2 separate regions of the Macaca mulatta genome follow, and region 2 is linked to region 1. Evidence: chromatin contacts called from public Hi-C data. All regions are on one chromosome and are shown on one strand. The core of a region is the stretch at or near the end of the contact, and the rest is flanking DNA. Distances in the headings are between cores, read along the strand shown.

Region 1 (3,667 bases), core at 365-2,864:
GTTATTGAGACCCTCTCTTTGCTTTTCTCCTTTCCCAGCACTGGTGACTCCGGCAGCCCTGAGGCCTCTGGTCCTGGGTGGTAATCAGCTGGTGATCATCGTGGGAACTGTCTGCGCCACAATCCTGCTGCTCCCTGTTCTGATATTGATCGTGAAGAGGACCTGTGGGAATAAGAGGTACAGGGCTGCCCCCGCCCCTTGGGTTGGGAGGCTGGGGGTACAAGGCTGCTTCTATCCAAAGTGGAAGAGGTGATAGGGTCCTACTATGCCATTCTCACAGAAGTGGGCATTTTAAAGTGAGCATTTTAAAGAATCAACTGTGGTAACCCTGCCCACTTTGCTCACTGTGCCTGGAAAATAATTTAACGTTCCTACACTCTCCTCATTCACTTTGGTATCACGTAAAGACTACAAACTCCCTTAGAAATGGGGGTCTCAGTAGGGCATAATTCAGAGCATAAATCTTACACAAGAACTATCATGGTACCATTCACTGCCTAAGAGATGATTTTAAAATTATCCACACTGTACGTTCCACATAGAAGCTAAGATCTTAAGGGTTGCCAGTGGTTTTATCTAAAAGATAAAAGACTCTGTCTAAAAAAAAAAAAAAAAAAAAAAAAAAGTGCTTTTCAAGGCCTGGATTTCATTAGTAGTTCTCCCAGGGTCTCAGAAGTCCCCAGATGCTCCAACAGGGACACTAGTGTTTCACTGGCTGTTGGCAGATCCACGCCCCTCAGTTTATCCAACTATCGATGAGGGGCGCAGATTGACTGTCTTGTTGAAATAGTGTCAGTGGGAAAGGGCCTCATGAATAATCCTGACTTTTGAGTGTTCTTTCCCAGTGGGTCTTTGATCGTGCAGAAAACACTTGGACCTGCTAGGTTTTCACTTCCCCTCCCTAGGGCTTCCTGATTTGGGTTTGAACTTGGCTGGCCTCTCTGAAGGTCTTTGCTCTGGGCATGCTCGGAGCACTGAGCTAGACAACCTGGGTTCCACTCTCAGCTTACTTCCCCTGTCTGAGCCTCAGTTTCCCCCCAAAGGAAAGGTAGCACTTCCATGTCTAGTCGTTTATTCTAAAGAAATAATTAGATGGATATGCTGAGATTTGTGCAAAACTGCAGTCATGCTTATAATCAAAAATAGGGATCATTACCAGTGTCTGTCAGAAAGGCAGTGATTCAGTGAACCAGTGTTTCACTCAATGAAACACTCCAGATCCCTCTGTGTGATGACATGGAAAGATATCCAAGGGGTAAAAATGCAGAATTTATGGGATGACCTCATTTTTATAAAAGAGAAAATAATATGATGCTCACTCCAGCAGTATATGTACTAACTACATTTTGTGTGAGCTTATGCTTACACTGAGAGAGGCTGGGAAGGATAGTTGTAAAATGTGGGTAACGGCGTGGAATTTGAGATGAAGGAGAAGGTGGATCCCATGGGGTGAGGGGTTGCAGGGAACTTCCACTTCCAACTGTTTACGTTTCTGTATTATCTGAATTATTTTACAATGAGAAGATACAACTTTAAAAGCAGAAAATACAATGAAAGTATTTCCACTGAGACCAGAACATATGGTTTCTTTTCTAGCTTAAACTTTGATTTTTTTTTTTTTTTTTTTAGTTCTGCCTTGGGCCAAAATAGAAAAAAAGAAAGTATATTCAGAAGGCAAATGGTCATGAGATCAAAGGCCAAGGGGCCCCGACCAGGCAGGCGCGGAGCTTCGGGCTTGGGGCTTGGGTGGGGTGTTCGTGGGGATTATTCCGCTCCGCCCCCTGGAGAGACCAGGAGCCCTTTGGTTTGGCGTCTTGCTGAGCTCCTGCTGCCCCCTGCTGGTTCCGCGGCACTCCCTGGTCCTCAGAAACGTAGAGACGATGGTCAAGGGGAATCCTATCTCCCCGCTCTTCATTCACTTAAAATTACCTCTCCCATAAGGACTGAAAGTGTCTTCAGTGATAATAGAGAAGTTGAAGCCGTTTTTCAGTCTAAATTATCTCCAGAACGGCTTCTTGTTCTTCATTAGAAGAGATGTGCTTCTCAGGTTTCCAGGTGAGCCGGGTAGCCCTGGCTGTAGGAGTCCAGAGAGAATAGTGTCTTCTCTGGGGTCTCTCTCTTCACAAAGCCAAGAGGGGGTCTCATGTAGGGACCCTTGAATAAACCATGCCAGCTGGTTAATTCCACATGCTCTTTATGTCTTGCAGTTTAGTGAATTCTACAGCCTTGGTGAAGAACACGAAGAAGACTAATCCAGGGATAAAAGAAGAACCCTGCTATTTTGAAAGCTGTGAAGGGGAGGTGAACACACGCTTCAGCCTAAAACACTAAGCAGATGCAGGCCTGGGCCGTTCTCATTCCCCGGGAACCATGTCTTACCCATTGTATGTTGCAGCTTGCAGGCCAGTGCTTGGCACAGAGCAGGGACTCAGGAAGCCTTTGTTACTAGAATAAGCGCCTCTGAGGAGTACAGTGCATGGGGCTGGCTCAACCAGCCCCAGGCAGCAGTTTCTGGTATTGGGCTGAGGAAAGAGCACTGCGCTTGGAGTCAGAAAGCTCTGCCACCTCCCCTAGTCTCACCAGCAAAATGAGGATAAGGATAAAGATATTATAGTTACCTGGCCTGCTTGACAGGGTTGTTGTAAGGTTCACATAAGATGATGATATGCAAATGCTTTGTAATCTAGGAGGTGCTGTTTGTCTAAAGTCTAATGGGGAATTATAATATATTCAGGAGTTAAGGAGTTCTAATGCTTAAAATGAAATAGTCTAAGACCTTAGCAAGAAAGGATTAAGAAGGACTTTTCTCTCCTTATTGATTAGTAATGGAGTTATAAATAATTGCTTCTAGAGACTGAGAAATGGATTGGTTTTCTTTAACTCCTATTCTTTCTTTTCTTTCTTTAATTTTAAAAACGCTCTTTGAATAGTTACCTTTCTCTGTTTTGGGCTGTTTTTGTCCCAAGAGTAGGATTTTCTCCCAGTAGAGTGCAGTAGTCCAAGAATGGGCCACTGGATGATACTGCTTTCCCAACGAGTGACAGGACCATGAACCTCACAGCTGTGAGGCTCAATGAGGGCTGAACCTGCCACATAAACCCTCTGAGGGAAATGATGACAGTACCCTGTTGATTAATGCCATTCTGCCTTTACTGTAATTAGAAGGAAATAACCCCACAATACAAGGAATTTAGCAAGATAAGGAACCCCTGCTGCTACCTAAACATCCATCTAAACAAAGATGTTTGGCTTTTGAAGCAAAGAGTTTGGTTCTTAAGACTGTGTTCTTTGACAGTTATTTTTCAAGAAGACTGAAGGCTGAATTATCATTATTGGGAATTCTCTAGCTCTCAGTAACCTTTGAACCTCCCAGTTTGGGTGGTCGATGCCCAGCAAATAGGTATAGGTGGCCTTTTCTCTGGTGTATAAGATTCATCTAATTTTTAGGAATTTTTGTACCATTTTCCCCCTCTAGAAAAACATTTACTCCTCAATAATTATACGGGAGGTGATCGAGGAAGAAGAACCAAGTGAAAAATCAGAGGCCACCTACATGACCATGGTGAGAATGATTCTGGCCCCAGCTGAGCCAGGTGTCAGAGGCTCAGGTGGTGGTGGTGGTGGGTGTGGCTGGGTTGCCCAGGGAGGCTGCTGAGGGCAGTGATTT
Region 2 (3,667 bases), core at 830-3,329, 70 kb before region 1:
AGAAACTGCCAGCCCTTTTCCCAAACATCTTAACTAAGTATAGTCACAACTAAAATTTATTGAATGTTTTCTGTGGGTGCTGAGCACAGAGCTTTAGTTAATGTATTTCACTTGATTCTTACATCCAGACTATGGGGTAAATGTTATTGTTCCCATTTTACATATGAGATAACTGAGGCACAGAGAGTTAAATAACTGACCAAGGTCACATGGCTAGTAAGCAGCTGAGCTTGGATCTGGATCTAGGCAGGTTGGACTCTAGTTCCTATACGTCATGCCTCCTAGAATAGAGTAGTTAAAAAAAAAAAAAAGTGGCTATTTCTTTTCTCAGGAAATTAATTAACTTCCTAAGAATAAAAAATTGGTCATGGTAACCAATTTTAACAAGAGATAACTGGAACAATAATAACAAGAGATGCTGTGTTCATCAATAAACACAATATAATATAAATTCTCATCACTATTTAGAGATGGTGTGCATGGTTAACAGGGAGGTAGATAAATTCATTTATCAAGGTCCCTTTATCCTCCTGAGAGGTTCCTCAAAGTTATCTTCAAAAATGCCCATCTCTCTAGCCCTGCACAATCTACCTAGCTTCCCTTGAGAATAAGTGAAGTGTTAAACCACTTCAGAGTCTCTTCTTTGGGCTGGTTAATAAGGGCATGATGCCTCTCCTCTAATTACCAGAGGAGCCTGAGGCTTATTGGAGAGGTGCATATCAGCTGTAATGAGGTGGGGCAGGAGAGCGTTCCCTCCCATGATTTTTCTAAACTCATAGAGGCTCAGTCTCAGGCCCAGACCTGTTTTGGAATATCTCTAGGAAACTTGAGGCAAGAAGGAGGGCCACAGGGAACACAACGATTCTTTTGGGCTAAGAGCCCACCTCTCATCTATGACTCTTGACAGCCTAGCCTCCCTCTCTCATCTTTGAAAAGCTCTCTAAACCAGGGAAGTTTTGAAAAAGGATGCTGGAGATTGGAGTTGTTGATTGGGGAAGGCTGGGAGTCTGAGTCTTCGGAAAACAGACGTTAGGTCTACACTTTCATTCTGGCTCATAAGCCAGGAGCCCAAACAAAAGCCAGGAGAGTAAGTGGTGGTTGGTGTCCCAAGACATTCCTTCTCGTTTTTAATGGTTCTGGGAAATACCAAAGTAATTCTATTTCTAGAGATGCTCTTCTTGGGTCACATATTAGCCATCCCCAATGGTTATATTTGTCAGGATCAAGTCCACACTCCTTAGGATGGTGGATGAGGGCACTGTCCAGGTGGACCTAGCCTCTCACCTGGCCTACCACTCCTCCCTGTGCTCTAGGTTTGAGGAATTGCATGCTAGTCCCTGTGGGTACCACATTCCCACCCATTTGTTCCAATAGGAAGGCCTTTGTTTCTCCTCTTTCCAGAATTCCTATTCATCCTTTAAGGATTGAATTTGAAAATCAAGAATGTGGTAATTACTTGTTTACTTAACCTGCCTATCTTATATGATTCCCTCCCAGGTAGAAATATTCTATGTATGTCTGAATTTTTTCTACTAAAAACATATGAACAGAAACTTTTGAGTAAACGAATGCTTTATTTGATCACTCTAAGAGCTAAATTATTTGTTTTCCTTGCTTCACAGAATGCTAATTTCATCTTAGCTGAAAAAAAGATTTTCGCTTAAGATGTTGAGAAAGATAACTTTTACAAATATTGATACAGGCCCACTGTCCCTTCAGTCTCCTGCGCCCCCAGTGAGTCTCCTGCTGGCTAAGGTCTAGATGCTTACTAGAAATCATTTTCTGGGAAATGTGTAGAGGGATGGGACAGATGAGATTCTTTCAAAAACTGTTGGTGTGTCACAATTTTAAATGACAATCAGGATCTTTCTCTGGAAAAGTTTAGAAAGAAAATGGTGTCTCTGAAAACGTTTCTTTTTAATTTCCAGAACTCTTCCTTTCCTTCCATTTGCCTAGACACAAACATAACTTAGGCCTTATGTAGCTGCCTTCAGTTTTGGTCTAAGTCTGGCTGACTGACGTCCAGAAAACTGTGAGGGGCAAACATCCTTTTTCTTTAGCATTTTCTCTTCTTAACCTTCTACCCTTGGCCTCTTCCTTGCCCAGTGAGGTGAAATGGTTGACCGTGAAGCCAATCCTGCTAACTGGAAGCAACTGGGCGTTGCCAGGCACTAAGCCAGGAACTTGAACTCAGCAGAGAAGTGGGATCTGGATAACTCCTGCCCCTCAGAGCAAGGCTGGCAGCCCGCTCATGGGCATTTGGCTACCTGGGGGAGGGATTTCTGCTCCTGACAACAGGCAGTTTGTTCAGTTCTTCCTGCCCTGATTCTTCTCCTGTTGCTTTTCACTGCCTCCCTGAGCTGTTTGGTAACTCTACCTCTCACAAGTTTTTGCAGTTTGCTGTAGACTTCAAAATCCTGGCTCTACCTCTCCTTCCTCTGTAGCTGTATTTCCCTGCAAAGTTGGAAGCCAACCAAGATCAAGTTTCTGTAACTCTTTTTCTTTCAGGGTCCTGGAGCTGAACTCTTCTGACCTACATACCCAAAAGGCTGTATCTTATCCTTCCTCACCACCATTTGAAAGTTCCCACAGCAGACTGATTTTAGGTCCCTTTCTGACCTAGAAGCTGACAAAGGCGCCAAACAGTTTTCAGAAACTCTCCCCATGCTAACAGATTTTCACTAGCACACAGCTGGTCTGCATTTGCGGCAGCCTCTGTTTTCTGAGTTCCAACACAATGGATTTTTGTGGTTGTCTACCTGTTTTTGCTCCATGCCCATGACATCTTTCTCCTGTTGCTGTTTTCTGCACTTCTGTATTCTCCTCTCTTTTGGTAGAATTTTCTCCTTTCTTCCCTCTTTATGATGTTTTATTTTTTTCTACTCACCCTGCCGCATTCTCTTGTTCCTGCCACCCTTTTTTGCTCTGGTTTCAACTAGAAGATTTTATGAGTGACTGAAGAGTTTCTAGACTGCTAATCCAGGGATAAGGGCAATCTATCTCTTTTCAGGGTTAGATTCCCAGTCCAGCCTACTTCTTAACTGCATGTGTAAGCTTCATCCCCCTCCTACCCATGTTTCTGTGCCGCTTCATTAATCTGTAACGATGACCCACCCTCTTTCCAGACAAGGAGACATCTTTTCTTGTTTAGATTACTCAGCTCTTTAGACTTCTCAGTCATTTAGCTATTCTAAAAATGGCCGATGAAATCCGAGGCACAACAAAGTTATTAGGAAAACCTTTTCCTTGAGAGCCCCGTGTCTGATTGCTCATATTAGCTGATATTTGGTGGAAAGAGCACTAGATTTTTAAGAAGAGTTCTGGTTTTGTCACATGGTAGCTGTGCAACCTTGGACAAATCATTTACCTTCCTCGGGTTCTTAGCGTCCTCACTGGTCAAATGGGAATGCTTCATGGGGCTTTGCGGAGATGAAACAATCAGCAGGAGAGCACTTTGTAGATTGCACTGGGATGGTAGGGTGAACGAGCAGGGATGGTGTCCTGATTTGTCTTTAAATTCTTCAAAGGTAAAGGATTGTTAAACGTGGAGATTTGATTTGGTTTGTTTCTGCCAGGTCTCCTGGAAAGCTACAAACTAGAAGAAGTGCAGAAATCCTTGTGGTAACAAGGGTATCAGCTTTTTGTCCACAGAGAGTCTTAAGGAATT

What was found. Hi-C and Micro-C count contacts between places; a contact is called where the count stands out from the background.
Region 2: a contact with region 1 is called in a Hi-C map of CD4 T cells, with 4 times the contacts expected there. The contact joins the promoter of MPZL2 here to the enhancer-like site in region 1. A contact is called at or near these places in 4 of 14 Hi-C or Micro-C datasets (CD4 T cells, blood, cortical neurons and 1 more).

What each region holds. Positions count from the first base shown.
Region 1 is chr14:118,868,793-118,872,459 of T2T-MMU8v2.0, reverse strand. JAML (junction adhesion molecule like) reads left to right here. Exons shown (of 10, transcript NM_001261678.1): 7 at 39-177; 8 at 2,208-2,301; 9 at 3,476-3,562. Among named protein-coding and RNA genes, the nearest start is that of SCN2B, 22 kb to the right of the region's middle. Within about 2 kb of position 1,614, at least 6 of the 40 cell types and tissues checked have an H3K27ac peak or open chromatin away from gene starts, as enhancers often do. A contact at or near this core is called in CD4 T cells, where this site is marked.
Region 2 is chr14:118,939,247-118,942,913 of T2T-MMU8v2.0, reverse strand. It overlaps MPZL2 (myelin protein zero like 2), which reads left to right and starts at 2,079. Exons shown (of 6, transcript XM_015115814.3): 1 at 2,079-3,667. The region is part of intron 1 of LOC106993497 (a long non-coding RNA gene); the gene reads right to left.